Linked DNA regions of Mus musculus: region 1 is linked to region 2. A link is a contact called in public HiChIP or PLAC-seq data. All regions are on one chromosome and are shown on one strand. Each heading gives the region's core, a stretch centred on a gene start, on an enhancer-like site or on the middle of the called end of the contact. The rest is flanking DNA. Distances are from core to core; before and after follow the strand shown.

Evidence for each region. HiChIP or PLAC-seq counts read pairs in DNA pulled down with a chosen protein or histone mark.
Region 1: a contact with region 2 is called in an H3K4me3 HiChIP or PLAC-seq map of the SCID.adh cell line, with 6 times the contacts expected there. The contact joins two enhancer-like sites. A contact is called at or near these places in 2 of 115 datasets of contacts at active chromatin or transcription factors (the SCID.adh cell line and astrocytes).

Annotation. Positions count from the first base shown.
Region 1 is chr7:73,622,762-73,627,625 of GRCm38.p6, forward strand. No RefSeq gene overlaps it. Among named protein-coding and RNA genes, the nearest start is that of Gm30149, 16 kb to the left of the region's middle. Within about 2 kb of position 1,365, at least 32 of the 459 cell types and tissues checked have an H3K27ac peak or open chromatin away from gene starts, as enhancers often do. A contact at or near this core is called in the SCID.adh cell line, where this site is marked.
Region 2 is chr7:73,189,169-73,193,989 of GRCm38.p6, forward strand. Gm20083 (a long non-coding RNA gene) reads left to right here. Exons shown (of 3, transcript XR_882223.2): 3 at 1-3,264. Among named protein-coding and RNA genes, the nearest start is that of Gm20083, 7.7 kb to the left of the region's middle. Within about 2 kb of position 2,928, at least 58 of the 459 cell types and tissues checked have an H3K27ac peak or open chromatin away from gene starts, as enhancers often do. A contact at or near this core is called in the SCID.adh cell line, where this site is marked.

The DNA.
Region 1 (4,864 bases), core at 115-2,614, 430 kb after region 2:
GAACAAGAACCACTAAGGAGGCTGAAGCAAGATGGTAGAAGCGAGGAGTTTGAGGCCAATCTGGGTTACAGGGTGAGAGCCTGCCTCAGCCTACCCCCTTCTCTGAATAAAACAAATCAAAACAGACCTCCCCACCCCCAAACAGCAACTAATCTTCATGTGATCTGGTGTATCATCCTCTGTAAATCTCTTCATCTGCTTGCGCTATGCACTAACATTCTATGATTTTACACACACACACACACTCACACACACTCACACACACACACACACACTCACACACTCACACACACACACACTCACACACACACTCACACACACACACAGAGTAAAAGAAAATGTAATTTTGTCTAGGTGGTGGTAATATACACCTTTAATTCCAACACTCAGGACTTAGAGGCAGGTGGATCTCTGTGAATTCAAGGCCAGTCTACCAAGTGGTTCCAGGACGGCCAGGCCCTGTACACTGAGAAACCCTGTCTAGAAAAAAACAAAAATAAAACTGAAAGTTTCTGGGCTGGCCTCCCAGCACTCAGGAGGCAGAGGCAGGTGGATCCCTGTGAGTTCAAGTCCAGCCTGGAGTAGTTACATACTGAGTTTCAGGTTAGCCAGGACTACAGATGAAGAATCAATCTAGTGTCAACTTTTTTCCCCCCTTTACTATGCTGTGTTGTTCACGCTACCTTTAATTTTCTGAAAATTTTTCCTGCCTCAGCTTTATGAGTGTTGGGATTATCAGCATGCACCACTGTCCTTGGCTTCTTGTTAATTTTTAATAAATACTTGTTGAATGGTTTCTTCATGTAGGACACAGACACCATTTCCCTTAAAACCGTTCTAAGGGGACAGACATGGAGACATACACCTAATTCTAACACTTGAGAGGCTGAGGCAGAGGCAGGCAGATCTCTTGTTGGTTTGAGGCCTACCGGGTTTACATAGCAAGTTCCGGGCAGAGGCTACACTGTGAGGCTCTGTCTCAAAACAACACAACAAAAACAAAAGCAGCAGCTGCAGCAACAACAACAAGAGCAGAACACTCTTAAGAGGAAGGTAATGGCCTATTTTAAAAATGAGACACCACTGACACAGAAGTTAAAGAATTCCTGGGGCTTGCTACTTTCTCAGGGATGGCACCGCCCATAGGGGGCTAGGCTAGCACACACTAATCAGCAAACATGAATCACATCACAGATGTACCCACAGACCAGTCAGATGGACGCAATTCCTCAACTGAGGTTCCCTCTTCCCAGGTGATTAGTTTGTGTCAAGTTGACAAACACAAATCAGCATCTCACTAAATGGAGGGAGGAGCCCACGTGGTTAGACAGCATTCCAGAAGAGATCTCTTTTCTTTGCTCAGAAAAGAAGGTAGAGTTGCTAGGCTGGGCAGCTGCAGGAAGAAGCTGGCTGTAGCTCTGTGAGGATGGATGATGGGAGCCAGGGGGCGAGGGATATAGGCCAAGACAGCAAAGAAAAGCAGGGTAGGGGAGCCAGGGTAGGAGGGTCTCAGCCCAGGTGCTGCAGGCTCTCACTCAGCAGCCTGGAGGAAGCAGTCAGGAAAGCTTGCTGGTTTGGCCAGAGTAATGTCTAGGTTCCTATGTTAGGCTCCCAGCATTCCTGTGGTTTTCTAGGTGTTAGCATTAAAGTGTCTGCTTTCTGGAAGGGTGCTCCATGGCTCTCAGGCTCTTGAAGGAATTGTAAAACGCTTATTAGTCATCAGCAGTTTCTGACAGTTTAAACGAGAGAGAAAGGGGGAAAAAACCCAAAAACCTTGCACCTCACACCTGTCAGTATGTGGGAGAAACTGCACTGGAACCTCTAACTGCTAAAACAGACTCTCAACCTGTAGGTCTTGTGTGTGTGTGTGTAGAATGACATTTTCAGAGGGGTAGCCTAAGACCACTGGAAAACACAGGTATTTACATTACTTTTTTTTTTTGTTTTTGTTTGTTTTTTTCCAGACAGGGTTTCTCTGTGTAGCCCTGGCTGTCCTGGCACTCACTCTGTAGACCAGGCTGGCTTCGAACTCAGAAATCTGCCTGCCTCTGCCTCCTGAGTGCTGGGAGTAAAGGCGTGGGCCACCACTGCCCGGCTACATTACTATTAATAACAGTAGCAACATTAGTTATGTAATGTAACTGTAATATGCAATGAAAATTATTGTATAGTTGGGAGGGTCACCTCAACATGAGGAACTGTATTAAAGGGTGCCAACATTAAGAAAGTTAAGAACTTCTGCTCTAAGACATAAGAGCTAAAGAAAGTAGGTGGGAAGAGATTATGAAAAAGACTTTGCGTGCCGGGGGTGGTGGCACACGCCTTTGTAGTGAGTTCCAGGACAGCCAAGGCTACACAGAGAAACCCTGTCTCGAAAAAAAAAAAAAAAAAAAAAAAAAGACTTTGCTAAACAAACAAGGGAACTGGGTTCTGTTACTTGATAGCCATCTAGCTTGGAAAAAAAAAAAAGCTGTCTACAGAGGTCAGAAACATAACAAACTTCTCAAAACTCCTCCGTGTACTCATCCAACTTTAATGAGTATCCGCTCATAGCCAATCCTGTTTAATGTATTCTCACACCCAGACCCTTACCTGATTAATTATAGAAGTAGAGACACTCTGTTAAGGACAAGAAAGCACTCTCTAGAATAGGAGTGGGCTGAAGGAAAAAGCCCCCAAACCTCGGTTTGTTTGTTGACATAGAAAAATATCAAGACCATTTAAAAGATTTAAGAGCAAAGTCTGGGTGTGGTGGGGCAGGCCTTTAATTCCAGTACTCAGGAGGCAGAGGCCAGCCAGATCGATGCAGTGAATTTCAGGACAGCCAGGGCCACTAGAGAGACCCAGTCTCAAAAACAAGCAAGCAAGCAAACAAACAAGAGTCTCCAGGCTGACCACTGATTATCATTTTACTGCCTTAGCATGCTGACTGTTGGATTTGAAGGACCAGTCTACCTCCATTTTAGGCTTAAGAGCCAAACAAACTAGGTTCATTCTTGTTTATGAGTAACCCTCAGTTTCTCATGGATTGAACTATGGCCCACCTGTAACCTTAACTACAAATAGTTCTGTATTGCCTGATCCAGGAATGGCAATCATGTCTTTGTTTCAAAAGTTAATAACAAGTCTTGCAACCCTACCTTTGCTTCAAAAGGGTTGTTATGGCTACCTGTTGTTAAGGTCACCTTACAATCATGTCTCAGGAGGTCATTAGGACTTGCTGTGCTTATGTTCTGCTCCTGTAACCTCCATTCTGCCCTCCAAATCCCAATTTGGAAATTCCCCTCCCTTGAGCTATAAAAGCCTTGTCTTAGCCTGGAAACGGTGTTGCACACACACACACACACACACACACACACACACACACACACACACACACACCATTGTCTTCCTCACCTCCAATGCTGACCTCTCAAATCCTACCTTAGGGGGAAGCAGCCCATGTACAGGAATAGAAAAGCTTACTTTAATTAATTTGGCTATGATGATTTGGGTTGTAGTCTTTCTCCTCCCGTCTCTGGGATTAACAGCTGTGTCGCTGTGAATGACTACCACCTTTAATACTAGTCACAATGTGCCTCAGTGAGAGAGCCAGGCCATCAGACAGTGGAGCTGATGCGGCATGATACGTCTTACGAATTGCTGGACTGCCTCCCGGAGAAGGGAACGCAGCAGCCCTGAGAAGACTAGTTTGGGTTTTATAGGGTCGTTTAAATTTTTGGCCAGTGCTGCCAGAGAGTGTTAAGGAAAAGGGCACTATCAGGAGGCCAATGGAACTGCAGTAAGCAAAATTTTACAAGGTGGTGGGTGGGCTCTGGCTTTGGGAAAGCAAGAGGCTGTGGTCAAGCTGTTTGCTGAGACAAGGAGTCAGCCTACTCCTGACATAGGTAGAAAGTTCAGTTTCCATTTCCCAACAGGGCTGGGTCCCACACTGGTCATATGTCTGGGCCAGCCCAACAATGAATACTATGAACGTATTTCTCTTTACTATTTTAGGTCTATCCGTTCCTTTATCTCTACTGACCTTTCCCCGATCTGTGACTCCTCCTTTCTCTCTGGTCTCCAGTAACTCCTGTTTGTTTGTTTTTTCCCTTTAACTATTTTTTGTTTGTTTTTAAATCCACCTGCCTCTGCCTCCCGAGTGCTGGGATTAAAGGCGTGCGCCACCATGCCCGGCTCTTTAACTAATTTTTAAAAGACCTTTTTTTTCTTTTTCTTTTCTTTTCTTTTTTTTTTTTTTGGTTAATTTGTGTGTGTCTGTGGGTGCTAATGTGTGTTGGAGTGTTGACAGAGGCCAGGAATCAGAGTTGGATGTCCTGATCCTGGAGTTAGAGAAGATGGTGAGCCACCATGTGGGTGCTGGGAGCTGAATCCGGGTTCTCTGCCAGAGCCGCAAGCAGTCCCTTGCTTTGCTCTTAAAAATGTATTTATTTGCTGGGTGGTGGTGGCACACGCCTTTAATCCCAGCACTCAGGAGGCAGAGGTGGGTGGATTTCTGAGTTCGAGGCCAGCCTGGTCTACAGAGTGAGTTCCAGGACAACCAGAGCTACACGGAGAAACCCTGTCTTGAAAAACAAACAAACGAAAATGTATTTATTTTTGCATATATATGTGTACTGTGTGTGTGCCCGAGCATGCGTGCACACTCACACATGTGGAAGTCAGAGGACAGGTTTTGGGAGTCGGTTCCTGCCTTCCACCTTACCTTAAACGGCTGTCTCTCTTGGTCGTACTTACGTACATGCGTAGCCTTGTACAACAGACTAGTGGCCCAGAGGTGTTTTTAGGTGTCCTGATCCTCCTGTCTCAGCTCCCACTTTGCCACAGGAGACTGGGTGACTGACCAGCCATCTGCCTTTCCCTC
Region 2 (4,821 bases), core at 1,678-4,177:
TTCCCTACAGTTTTTATTGAAGCAGGTCTGCCCAGCCTCTGCCTGCCTGCAGGAACTTAGAGACACACTAGCACTCTATGGACGAGCAAAGACCAAAGTCAGGAGCAGATCTTCATCAAATGGTGAGGATTCCATCTCATCAGCCAGAGCAGTCATCAACGAAGCCAAGGACAGCTCTCACAAGTTGTCCTTGAACCTCCACACACGGGCATATATATGACTAAATTTAATTTGTTAAAGCCAAATTTTTTTAAAAATTAAAAAAAAAACAAGCAAAATTGTGGAGACTTTATAATTTATGTTTAATGCCAAGAATGCCTCATGCCAGATAGTCGTCAGAACTTTCATACATTGCCACAGCTAATGACCACCATAACCATGTTCTATGACACAGAGGCATTGATACCCAAAATGGCAGGGACTACTATAAAAGTGACAGAATCAGCTTTGGGTTATTGTAGAAAAGAGCTAGGAAATGGAGTTGGCAGAGCATCTAGAGCCAAGGTCTTGTGCTCCTTGGTCTCAGCCAAGGAGGGTCTGGTATTCTATACAGAGTCAACCTGTTCTCACCAGATGTGAGGTTAAACAGTGTCCTACAACAGTAGTTCTCAACCATCCTGATGCTAAAACCATTTGATGTAGATTTTTATGTTGTGGTGACCCTCAAACCATAACATTATGCTGTTGCTACTTCACAATAATAATCTTGCTACTGTGATAGATCGTATGAAGAATATATGATATGTGAACCCCATGAAAGGGTCGTTGGGATCCCCAAAACGGTTGGGACCCACATGTATAGAACCTACTATCTTAAGGTCTCCCTTAAGACCTTAAGAAGGAAGAAAAAATGGGGAGAAGAACTTTGAGGCACCTTAAACAAAGCAGCAAGGACTGAGAAGTCTATATCGTTACCATCTTCTCTGCCCTAGAACACTCACAATGTCCTCAGGAGGCAGAAATTCTCACCTCCATTTGAATAATCATTGTAACGTTGATACATGTGAATAATACTCATATGATTTATACTTTATCCTAAATAATCCTGACATCAGGACTCCCATCTTTCGTGAGATGCTGGCTTCCATCTTCCTCCTCTCTACCTAATAGACTCACTCTCTCTCTCTCTCTCTCTCTCTCTCTCTCTCTCCCTTCAAAGTCTCAATCTGAAACCCCAGCCCACAGATAGTCCTTCTTGTCCTTCTTTTGGGAACTGGCAGCACAAATTTTTTTCAACTTGCAATGGTTACATGCTGATAAATCACACTGCAAGTATCACAGGTTAAATGCATGTAACCCACCCAAGCTATTGAGCATCACAACTCATGAACAGCCCTGCTTAGAGCAGTTTTAATTTCCCTTTGTGGCCATGAGCTATGTGGGAGCAGCAGAGGCCACTGTCCAGTATCACGAGAGTGTGTTGGGAACATCTACCTGGGCTCTCTCTCCTATGCTTTGTCAGTCTTCTCTTAGGATTTGGCCCTGGCTCCTGTTAACCTCTGTGACAGTTGGGAACAACAGCTTGAGAAAGTAACATCAAGTTATAGCAAGGATTGGACATGCTGAAGAGCTGTCATATTCTGGTCTCTGGGTGAAGTTCCTGGCAAGCACAGAGCTACCTAAGATACTAGTCCTGCCTGGATGTGCCTCTTGTTTCTGGAACTTTCACACGTATGCTTGTTCTCTTCTTTAAGGCTTCCTGTCTCAAAATAGGTTCATTCCTGGATTCCCCAACACAAGGCACAAAACGCTCAGCACAGTCCAGGGCTTCGTATACAGCAAGAGCTCAATCACTAGTCATACAGCAAGTGCTTAATCGCCAGGCATACAACTCAATCACCAGTCACAGGCTCCTCCCATTATTGAATCATGTTTCATGTCATTCACAGAAGCTTTCTCATGAGCCCTGTGATTCACAACTGCATGGCTCACTGTTTCCTAGAGCCCCATATCACATTGAACCCACTGGAAATACAGACCAGTGAGTGAGATGGATGAGGGCTCTGGGCAAGTGGGGGGTGTAGGTTAGGTCCAGGAATTACCTAGAAAATATGTTTGTGTGTGTGTGTGTGTGTGTGTGTGTGTGTGTGTGTGTTGAGAGTACACATGTCAGGATACACGTGATACACATGTGGAGATTAGAGGACAACTTTGCCGAGTTGATTCTCTCTGTCTACCTTTACAAGGATAAAGTCTAGTTCATCAGGCTTGTACAACAAGCACCTTTACCCACTGGGCCATCATGCTGGCCTTTGCCTAGCAACTTCGAATGTTAACATATGCACTCAGACTTTTGTTCAACTGAAGGTGAGGTAAGGCGATCACAGTGTCTCTGAGAAAGATGGGAAACCCAGGGAAACTGAGCATGGCTCACTGTCTCCTACAGCCCCACACCACGTTGAACCCACTGGAAATAGAGCATTGGAGACCATGCAGCTATTTGCATAGAAATTCCAGGGAGCGCTAGGAGTCGATAGGACTGCCCACCTAAGTAGCAAAGTAAGATGCTGGGGTGGAAGTAGGAAAACATGAGTGTGAGCACATGTGTCAATTACCCTTAAAAAATGTTAGGGAGACTGATGAGGAGGGACAGGAAACAGAAAGTGCTAAGGTTCAGCGATTACCCAAAAAGAAGCCAGCAGATGCATAAATGTGTCGTCCCACTGTTCTCTAGGCTGGTAAGGCATTGAGACACAAACATGATTTGTGCAAGCTTTTAGGAGAAATTGAGACTTGCGGAGGATACAGAGCTTAATAATTCAGTTCTCCCTAAGATTCCCAGCTCAGTGTCTGCCCTGACTTTTGCCTGGTAGCTTGTCGCTGCCACCTGGCTGACAGCTTGATGCAGGCCTGTCACCTTTGAGCATCTGATTGTGAGGCTCAGCCTCCTGGGATCAGAGCAGAACAATAGCCTCAGTCCTCAGGGGCTGACGCTAAGCACCAAACACTGGTCAGCTCCAAACACTGGTTGCCATTCACTTCAGAACGCCTGCTGCTGTGCATGCTAATCCAAATTGGGTTCAAGCCCCCAGCCTCTGCCTCCATTGTTGGGCCATACTTTTCATTCAGCATGAGATCGGAGATCTGCTGAAACCTCATGTTGCCAATAAGAGGAGAAGAGATTGCATTAATCTCAATAAAAATGAGTTCCTCTTAATTTTTTTGTCCTAGAAAGAAAGGAAGGGCATAAAAACATTACACTTGCCTCTAGAGAGAGGGAGAGAGAGAGAGAGAGAGAGAGAGAGAGAGAGAGAGAGAGAGAGAGAGGAAAAGGAAAAGAAACTTGAAAAGACTCTCTTCACCAGATAGCTGAAGCACATAGGTTTACAAGTCAACACAAAGAAATGGTATATCCTTCACATGTTGCTAGCTTATTTTCCTCTCCTAGATATTTTGATTGTTTTCTTTTCCCCCACCCACCCCCCTGGGATGTTTTTAAACACCAGTACTCTATGACCTTTGAAGCAGAGCATCTTTAGAGATGTCGAGTCAAATTTAGAGGACGAGGTAAAGGAGAGAGTTCATCAAGCAGGATATTGGGATTTAGAGAAGTCATTCTACAAACTCAGATCTCCACTGCAAATAGACAGGCAGACAGACAAACAGACAACTGTCTAGAGAGTGTGAGGGAGAAGATGACACACAGATTCTGTGAAAAGGAAACAGAGCAAGAAAAAAAGGAAAAAGCATGAGCGGGGAAAATGTTGCCCGAAAAATCATGTTTCTATCTTTAGTGTCGGAGAAAACCTTGATGATGACTTAGACCTTTTTTGACACACAAATGTATGAACGTGCGCACTCATGAACACACAGCGAGAGAGGCCAAGAGGGGCATGTGATTTGTCTAAGGAAATGGATACTTGATTAAGGCCTGTCCGAATAAGGGCTGTGCATGCTAATTTGTCTGTAGAGGTTTTATGTAAATCTCAGCAAATGCTCCCAGGGAAAGGAGGCACATGGACCTCTACCTTAACAGCTTTCCATTTGCCCCTCTTCACTGACACTCACTCTTGGACCCTTTCTTCCACTCCCAAGTGTCTGTCTGATAAGTGACTATGTGGTGCAGAGTAGGCAGGGCTAGCCCACTGCAGCCAGAGGCTCACATCCAGCCTGCTGCTCCATGCTTTTGTAGTATAATTAAATGGCTTTTAAATTTTATAAGAATCAGAAAAAAATATCTTAACCATATTTCATGGTGCACAAAGTTCACATTTTTTGACATTTGTAGGCTTATATTTTTCAAAACCTACTTTATTTTTTTTTTGACTTTTTAAAATTAGGTATTTCTTCATTTACATTTCAGATGCTAACCCAAAAGTCCTCCAGACCCTCCCCCCACTCCCCTACCCACCCACTCCCACTTCTTGGCCCTGGTATTCCCCTATACTGAGTCATATAAAGTTTGCAAGACCAAGGGCCCTCTCTTTCCAATGATGGCCAACTAGGCCATCTTCTGCTACATATGCAGCTAGAGACACGAGCTCTGGGGGTACTGGTTAGTTCATATTGTTGTTCCACCCATAGGGTTGAAGACCATTTTAGCTCCTTGGGTACTTTCTCTAGCTCCTCCATTGGGGGCCCTGTGAGTTCTTGAAAGCTTTAGATTCCCGTGTAGCCTACCACCCACCAGAGGTAGTAGAAAGAAAAACTTAATGGGGCAAAGGGGGATGTGTTCTGTAGGGCGATTCCAATCTTCACTGTCAGTATCAGCAGTGGTAGCTGGATCTACTCACAAACACCGTTCACCAATCAGTAACAGCAATTCGAGCCAGAAGAAACTGCAAGGCTCTGCCAATCAGCCTGAGGCCACCGAAGCTGCAA